Regions from separate parts of the Mus musculus genome. Here region 2 is linked to region 1. The links are chromatin contacts, called in public Hi-C maps. All regions are on one chromosome and are shown on one strand. Each heading gives the region's core, a stretch centred on a gene start, on an enhancer-like site or on the middle of the called end of the contact. The rest is flanking DNA. Distances are from core to core; before and after follow the strand shown. Region 1 holds the start of Adamts7 (a disintegrin-like and metallopeptidase (reprolysin type) with thrombospondin type 1 motif, 7). Region 2 overlaps Tbc1d2b (TBC1 domain family, member 2B).

Region 1 (3,368 bases), core at 302-2,801:
AGAAGCTTGAGAAGAGGGCAGAGGGACAAGTAGGAGTTACAAGGGATGCGTAGCCACAGGGGGTACATCAGTGTCTACTAGGGATAGAATGTTTTAGACTGAGGGTTAGTAGCTCATGGAAACCATGGACAGAAGAAAATATTGGAACTGAATCCTTTTGGGAAGACGGAGGGAGAGGGTTGCAGAGTCCTGGTGAGATCATTTTCCAACAGTGCAAAGTGTTTGCTCTGCATATTCAGAAAGAGAAAGTAGGTGCCAGCTTTCCGTACCTTTGCACTGGGTGGGAGATGTTCAGGAAGATGGGATAGCCTTTGTTGTTCCTGCCACTGTCAGAGGTGGGGGGGTGGGGGGGGAGAGGGAAGATGGAGCCCGAAGAGGTCAAAGGGTAAAGAGAAGAAAGATGACAAGGGACTAGAGGACACAAAACGAAATAAACCAACAACAATCTCCGCTGCAGGGGATGTCACAGCCTCAGGTGGTACCAAGACCTAAAAGAACTAAGATGGAGACATTGAGGATGACTGTGAGGAGAGCAGATGTCGATGCATTACACACATCTCCCTAGAGCTAAGAGAGCCGGACAGCAGAGAGATACAAGTGAGCTCTCTGGTAGGAGAAACACCATGAAACTGCCAATGAGCCGTATGGGTCCCTGTGTACCTTGGTGGGCACAAAGAGTGGCCAAGGGGGAGAAGAAGGATTGTACAAGTACATCACTGTCAGGGTAGAACCAGGCTCAGTGAAGGTGTGTGTGTGTGTGTGTGTGTGTGTGTGTGTGTGTGTGTGTGTGTGTGTGTGTGCGCGCCCGCGCGCGCCCGCGTGCATGTTCTCCTGAGTCTGCTCCTGGAAGTATAGGCTAAAGGGGATGTGGATTAGGGCCACCAAGGACAGAAGATTTTTAGGAATATGAAGCAAGGTTGGCTGGCTTTCAGGCTACCAGGGTCCCTTCTGAAAGTCTGTAGCCACTGTCTTGGCCCACCAGAGTCTCTAGGCTGTTGGCAGAACGCTGTGCCGAGTCCAGGGAAAACAGACATCTGAAAGCATCTGGAGGCAAGGAATCAGCGAACTGCTGCCCAGTCTAGAAGGGCCCAAGTCTTTCTCCTAGGTTGACTTTGGACACAAATCTAGAATCCCCCGGATCGTGCCTCCTTGCTGTGCCATCTCCGTTCCTTGGGGGTTTCCAGGTTTCTTTCTCTGAAGGGCAGGCATTCTTTGCCTGGGACGCATACCCAAGAATGTCTCTTGAAGCATAGATAGTGACAAGAAACTGCAGAACTCCAGATTTTTTTTGGGAGGGGACGGGGGGGGGGGTAGATCTCGGAGGATACAGACGGCCTGGGCGCGCACCACCGCCAGGGGGACGTCTGTAGCCCTGCGGGCGGTCCGGAGCCTGAGTTGGTAGGGTGGGGACCGTGCTCTGCAAGAGGTGGCCCGCCCGCAGGGCGCTGAGGCCTGGCGGGGGCGGGGCGAGACCGGTGGGGGCGGGGGCAGGAGCCCGCCGGGCGGGGCGGGGGTGGGCGCCCTGCTCCCCCTCCCGCCCTCCCTCCTTCCTTTTCTTTCTTTCTTTCTTTCTTTCTTTTTTTTTTCCTGGGCTTCTCGCTCTCTTTCTTTGCCTCGGCAGCTGGCTGAGGGGGCGGGCCTTGCAGTCTTTGTTGCCGGAGGAGCGAGTGCAGCTGCCCGGCGGCTAGAGTCAGGACCCGGACCTTGGGAAGAGTTTAAAGCCAGGCATGTCCTGAGTCGGACCCAGGCCCGGCTGGGACGCAACGGCGTAGACGAAGGAGTGCACAGGGGTCGTCCTGCGGCCACCCCGTCCGGGCCATGCACCGTGGTCCGAGTCTCCTCCTGATCCTGTGCGCTCTGGCGTCCCGCGTCCTCGGACCTGCATCAGGTGGGTGGCTGAGCCTCTGGGACCCGTCTGACCCTGCCACCCTTTCTGCAATCCCAGCCGCTTCTCTGTGCACCCCGCGCAGGACCGGCTTACTCTGAGACTAGGGATCAGCTGGGGTCGTGTTGGCAGCTGAGAGAAGCTGCACCTACCGGGAGCCATCCTTCAGTTGTCCACTCAGCTGGCATCCGGGACTTGCCACTGGAGTGAGCTTGCACTCTCTTCGGGCTTCGGCTTCCCTGCCGCGCGTGCTGCGCTGAGTGCATCTTTCCCAGGAGAGCGCTCCTCCGAGTGGGCTGGACGATTCGCGCGAGACGGCTTCTTACACACTCCTTCGGGGTGACTCTCCTGGAAAGCAAACTAGCCAGGACGCTGCTGGGGACCGCGCCAGGTCGCAGGTCTACCGGGGTCCGCCGCCTCTCCTCCCAGCTAGGCGGACGTGGGGGTCCGAGTCCCCATCGCCTTTGCATTTCCTGTTTCCCCCTCCCCCAAGTGTTCAAGGGAGGGGAATGGGGGAGCCTGAGCTTCTTCCTCCGCCCTGGGTTAACTCTCCCAGCCCCGCCTGGCCGGCCGGCCTCCGACGAGCCTCTGGCCAGCATCCAGGCTCTTGTTTGGCCGCGACCTGCGTTGTAGCGCGCTTCTGGAGAGTCCGGAGCAGCGGGCCTGGGACTGTGAGAGTCAGGGATGTGGAAGACCCCAGAGCCCGTGTTTAGCACGCTCCAGGCCAAATGGGGGCTGGTTATGTATCTGCAGGTGAGGGATTCAAGGGTATGACAGGGGTGACGGGACTGGAGGGATGAATGAACTCTTGAGTGAGTTGGACCAATATGCATGGGGCAGGGGTGACCTCAAGGAAGATCTGCCCTGAGCCTGATTAGGCCATTTGCCATCCTGGTCAAGATACTGTAGCTGTGGGCCTGGATGCCAGGGACATTTAAAGCACCGAGGAGAACAGCATTTTGGGATTAATCTAACAGTAACATTCGAGAAGTCTGGGTGTGTGAGTGTGTGAGTACCTGCTGGGACCTAGCCTTAACACATTCTTATTTCTCAAAATCTGTTATCAGAACTGCAAGGCAACCAACATGTATAAAAAGTTCTTCTATGGGTATGGAAACAGGTTAAAAGATTAGCGTGAACTGTCAGAGGGGGGCAGTGGAAAGAGAAAGCAGAAACATCCCTTGCTCCTGGGCCCTTGGAAGGTGTGTGTGGTCAGGGGAGGTCCACCTTTTAGGGTTTTTTAAGAGGTCCGAAATACTGAAGATCAGTTGCTTATTACTGGGTAGTAACTGCCAAGTAGTGGCCATTATCTTTATTACTCTGTTAGACAAACGCCATAGGATTTCTTTGATGAGTCTTTGATGAGTCCTGCTATTTGGATTTGTTGCCTGGGGTGCCAGCAGGCCAGTCACCCTCTCTTCACTAATCTAGACTCTGCTGCCCACCAGTGTGGAGCATGTGTCTCTGTAATCCCTCTAGATAT
Region 2 (3,368 bases), core at 430-2,929, 85 kb after region 1:
AGGCACAAAGTCACCCCACTCTCTGATGCCTGACTGAAAAACTGAAAAAGCATACGGGTGACAGTCTCTTACTCTAAAGGCACGAAATACTACAGGAGCATATGCAGTCACGTGACAGTGCCCGCCCACTACCAGCTATTCAGCCCAGCTTAAGAGTAAGGCTCTGATGGCCATGCGCTCAGCTCCCCTTATTCCCTTCTAGATATCTGCTGTGGCCAGAAGGAACTGCCATGGGGGAGTCACTGCTAAGGAGAAGCTGAAGGTTTCTGTGAAGGCATCCTCTTGTGACATGAGGGCCACCCCAGAGACAGCAAGCGCGAATCAGAATGCTAGTCCTAAGAATGGGACAATGGACGTGGCCAAGGAGTCAGTGCTAGAGCTTTGAACTGCCCATGAGTGAGAAAAATAATGTTGTTTTTGTTAATCCAGCTTCCTATCTAATGTAGTGAAACACAATCCTCACCCATTCAAAATCACATTATCAGGTGAGTGAGTGAAGGAGTGCGTGCGTGCATGTGTGCGTGCGTGCGTGCGTGTGCGTGTATCTCTACCCTTAGCAATGGGTTTTCCCTTTCAATCCTTGTGATGTGGAGGGTGGACACACTTTGTTTTCACGGCACAGTGTGCACTCCTGTAGTAGTGGATAAGTGACCTGCTCAGAGCCCGACAATCAGTAAACTTCAGAGTCAAGACTTGGAGCCAGGTCCACAAGTCTCCGACAGAATCACCTTCTGAGTCAGAACTTGGCTTTCCCTGCACCTGCATCTTTCTCTCTCCACCCTGACTTCAGGTGCCTGGAGGGTCATGAATGGGTGGACACACCGGCTATAAATGCACATGTTTGGCAGGGAGAGATGACTGGGCGACCAGGAGTCAAAAGCATGTTTTAGTTTTCATGCAAACCAGTGCTAAGAAAAAACGGTCATCTTTCAGTAAGCTAGTCTTGAGCCCAGTTGGGCTAAAGCGGGCGGTAACTAGAGCACAGCTACAAACAATTACAGGACACTACTACAGAACCACAATATTTATCTTTTAACCAGTTCCTCCCCACTGAGGATGAAATGAAAGGGTCTGAAATGCAGACTTCTCTTTAGCAAACAGTTTATGTGCGCAATCCATTGTGTATATGCCATGTGTGTCCTGCTGCTCCCAGAGACCAGAAGTGGGCGTGGATCTCACAGAACTAGATTGCAGGCAGTTGGGAGCCAACTTACATGGGTGCTGGGAACCACACCGAGATCCTCTGAAAGAGCAACAAGCATTCCGAACTTCTGAGCCATCTTGATAGTCCCTGGTCTTCTTGACTTTCTACTTCAGAATTTTACATTTTCTGCCTTTAGATAAAGATCTCAAATGTTAAGGCCAGCCAGCAAGCTCTCCCAGCCCATTCCAGGATTGGCTTGGCAGGCCCTAAGCATCGTGTCCTTAGAGAGGCCCCCGACAACGCCAACGCTGAGCTCAGCCCACGCAAGGGCCCAGGCTGCCCTGCATTTGCCCTGACACTTCTTGCTTTTCTCTGCACAAACATTCTGGCTGACAGGAACACTTGAGGGGAGAAACTGGCAACGACTTCAGGCACCTGCTGAACGAGCAAACAGCACAGCACAAACTCTAAGCACCCAGAGCTGGGATCCCCAAACCAGAGAAGGAGCAGATGACTCCTCTCCCTCCCCCCACCTAACCTCGGTTTTGCAAGGAGGCAGGACAGACATGACAGAGGGAAGCCACCTTTCAGCAGCACACCCGAGTCCTTGCTGGAGAGGACTGAAGCCACTAGCACGGAGGCTGGCCATGCCCTCCAGTTTCTTCCTCAGGTTCTGAGTGACCCTGAGACTGAGGGAGAGCTTCTAGTCACAGAAACAATGCTAATGGTGCCCTTTGAATACCTCAGTTGATGGGCTGGGAGAACAGGCAGGAAGATTAGGATTTCAAGGTTTTCTTCAGCTACAAAGTGAGTTTGAGGCCAGCCTGGACTACAAGACTCTGTCTCAAAAAAACCAAATAAACAAACAAACAAACAAAAAAAACCCCAAAAAACAAATTTTAAAAAAAGGGTGCAGTTCAGCTGCTGGAGTGCTTGCCTACTACACTCCAGTAACCCATAAATCAATGTAGTGGTGCAAACATGTAATCTAGCAAGGGGAGGTTAAGGCAGGGTGATCAGGAGTTCAAGGCTAGCCTAGAACAATGAAAATAAAAATTAATTAATAAATAAAATAAAATAAAAAACCAAACAAACTAAGGCTTGGGCAGCAGGAAGCCACGTGCACTTGAATATAAAGGGTGCCCTTCCACTCTGAGGAGAACTGGAATACTAAGACTCCATGACAAGGGCTCCTAGAAAAACATCCACAGGTACAGACAGACACAGTGTCTTCTCACTGACTAGATAGACAGTCTGCTAAAAACAAAACGGAACAAAACACCACCACTACCACCACCACCACCACTACCACCACCACCACCACCACCCACCCCCAACCAGGAAAGCCAGGCTGGCAAATTCGAGAGCCTAAGATGGCGATTCCAGAAGAAAGCAGCAGCTCTGTGCTCAGAATTCAGACGGCACTGCTCTTGCGCTGCCGAGCAGAGCGTCCACAGCTTTTCACAGGAGTGCTAGAACAAACCCTGTACTGGTTTTCAATTTGAATGTGTACTCCTTTGCAGTGTTAGCACAGGCCTGCACAGTGTCACACAGCTTTAACCCCAGCACTGCAGAGGAAGAGGTAGGCGGATCTCTATGTGTTTAAGGTCACCTTGGTCTACACAGTGAGTTACAGGCTAACCATGGCTGCATAATGAGACTCTTAACTCAAAAGAAGTAACTAAGAACACAAATACAAGGCTGTCAAGATATCTCAGTGGGCAAACGTGCTTGCTGCTGAGGCTGATGAAATCTCTGGGACCCATACGGCAGGGAGAGAAAAGGGACACATGAAAGTTGTTCTCTGACCCCCACGTGCTCACGGTAGCACAAACGGGCATAGCCACATGTGTGCACATATGCATGCACCGTGCGCACACAAATATAATTAGTTAAAAAGATTTATTTATTTTATGTATATGAGTACACTGTAGCTGTCTTCAGACACACCAGAAGAGGGCATAGGATCCCATTATGATTGTGAGCTACCGTGTGGATGCTGGGAATTGAACTCAGGACCGCTGAAAGAGCAGTCAGTGCTCTTAACCACTGAGTTATCTCTCCAGCCCCCACAAATATAATTTTAAAATTATTTTTAAATTGCTAATAAGATGCCCTGGCCATTTTAGCATTCACTTCAGGGCTTAGGAGCTCCGGGCTTGTCCTAACAAGCTATCAGGAAGGAGACACAAAACCAAGCCTCACCCTATAGCCTCTGTAGGGG

The links. A called contact is a pair of places that touch in the nucleus more often than the background predicts.
Region 2: a Hi-C map of uterus shows a contact between it and region 1, with 2.3 times the contacts expected there. The contact joins the enhancer-like site here to the promoter of Adamts7 in region 1. A contact is called at or near these places in 1 of 39 promoter capture datasets (liver), 4 of 484 Hi-C or Micro-C datasets (liver, myocytes, nephron progenitors and 1 more), 1 of 115 datasets of contacts at active chromatin or transcription factors (embryonic stem cells) and 2 of 9 other capture datasets (adipose tissue and liver).

What each region holds. Positions count from the first base shown.
Region 1 is chr9:90,161,427-90,164,794 of GRCm38.p6, forward strand. It overlaps Adamts7 (a disintegrin-like and metallopeptidase (reprolysin type) with thrombospondin type 1 motif, 7), which reads left to right and starts at 1,552. Exons shown (of 24, transcript NM_001326351.1): 1 at 1,552-1,888. The coding sequence starts at 1,819.
Region 2 is chr9:90,245,867-90,249,234 of GRCm38.p6, forward strand. All of the region lies in intron 2 of Tbc1d2b (TBC1 domain family, member 2B), which reads right to left. Among named protein-coding and RNA genes, the nearest start is that of Tbc1d2b, 23 kb to the right of the region's middle. Within about 2 kb of position 1,680, at least 13 of the 459 cell types and tissues checked have an H3K27ac peak or open chromatin away from gene starts, as enhancers often do. A contact at or near this core is called in uterus, where this site is marked.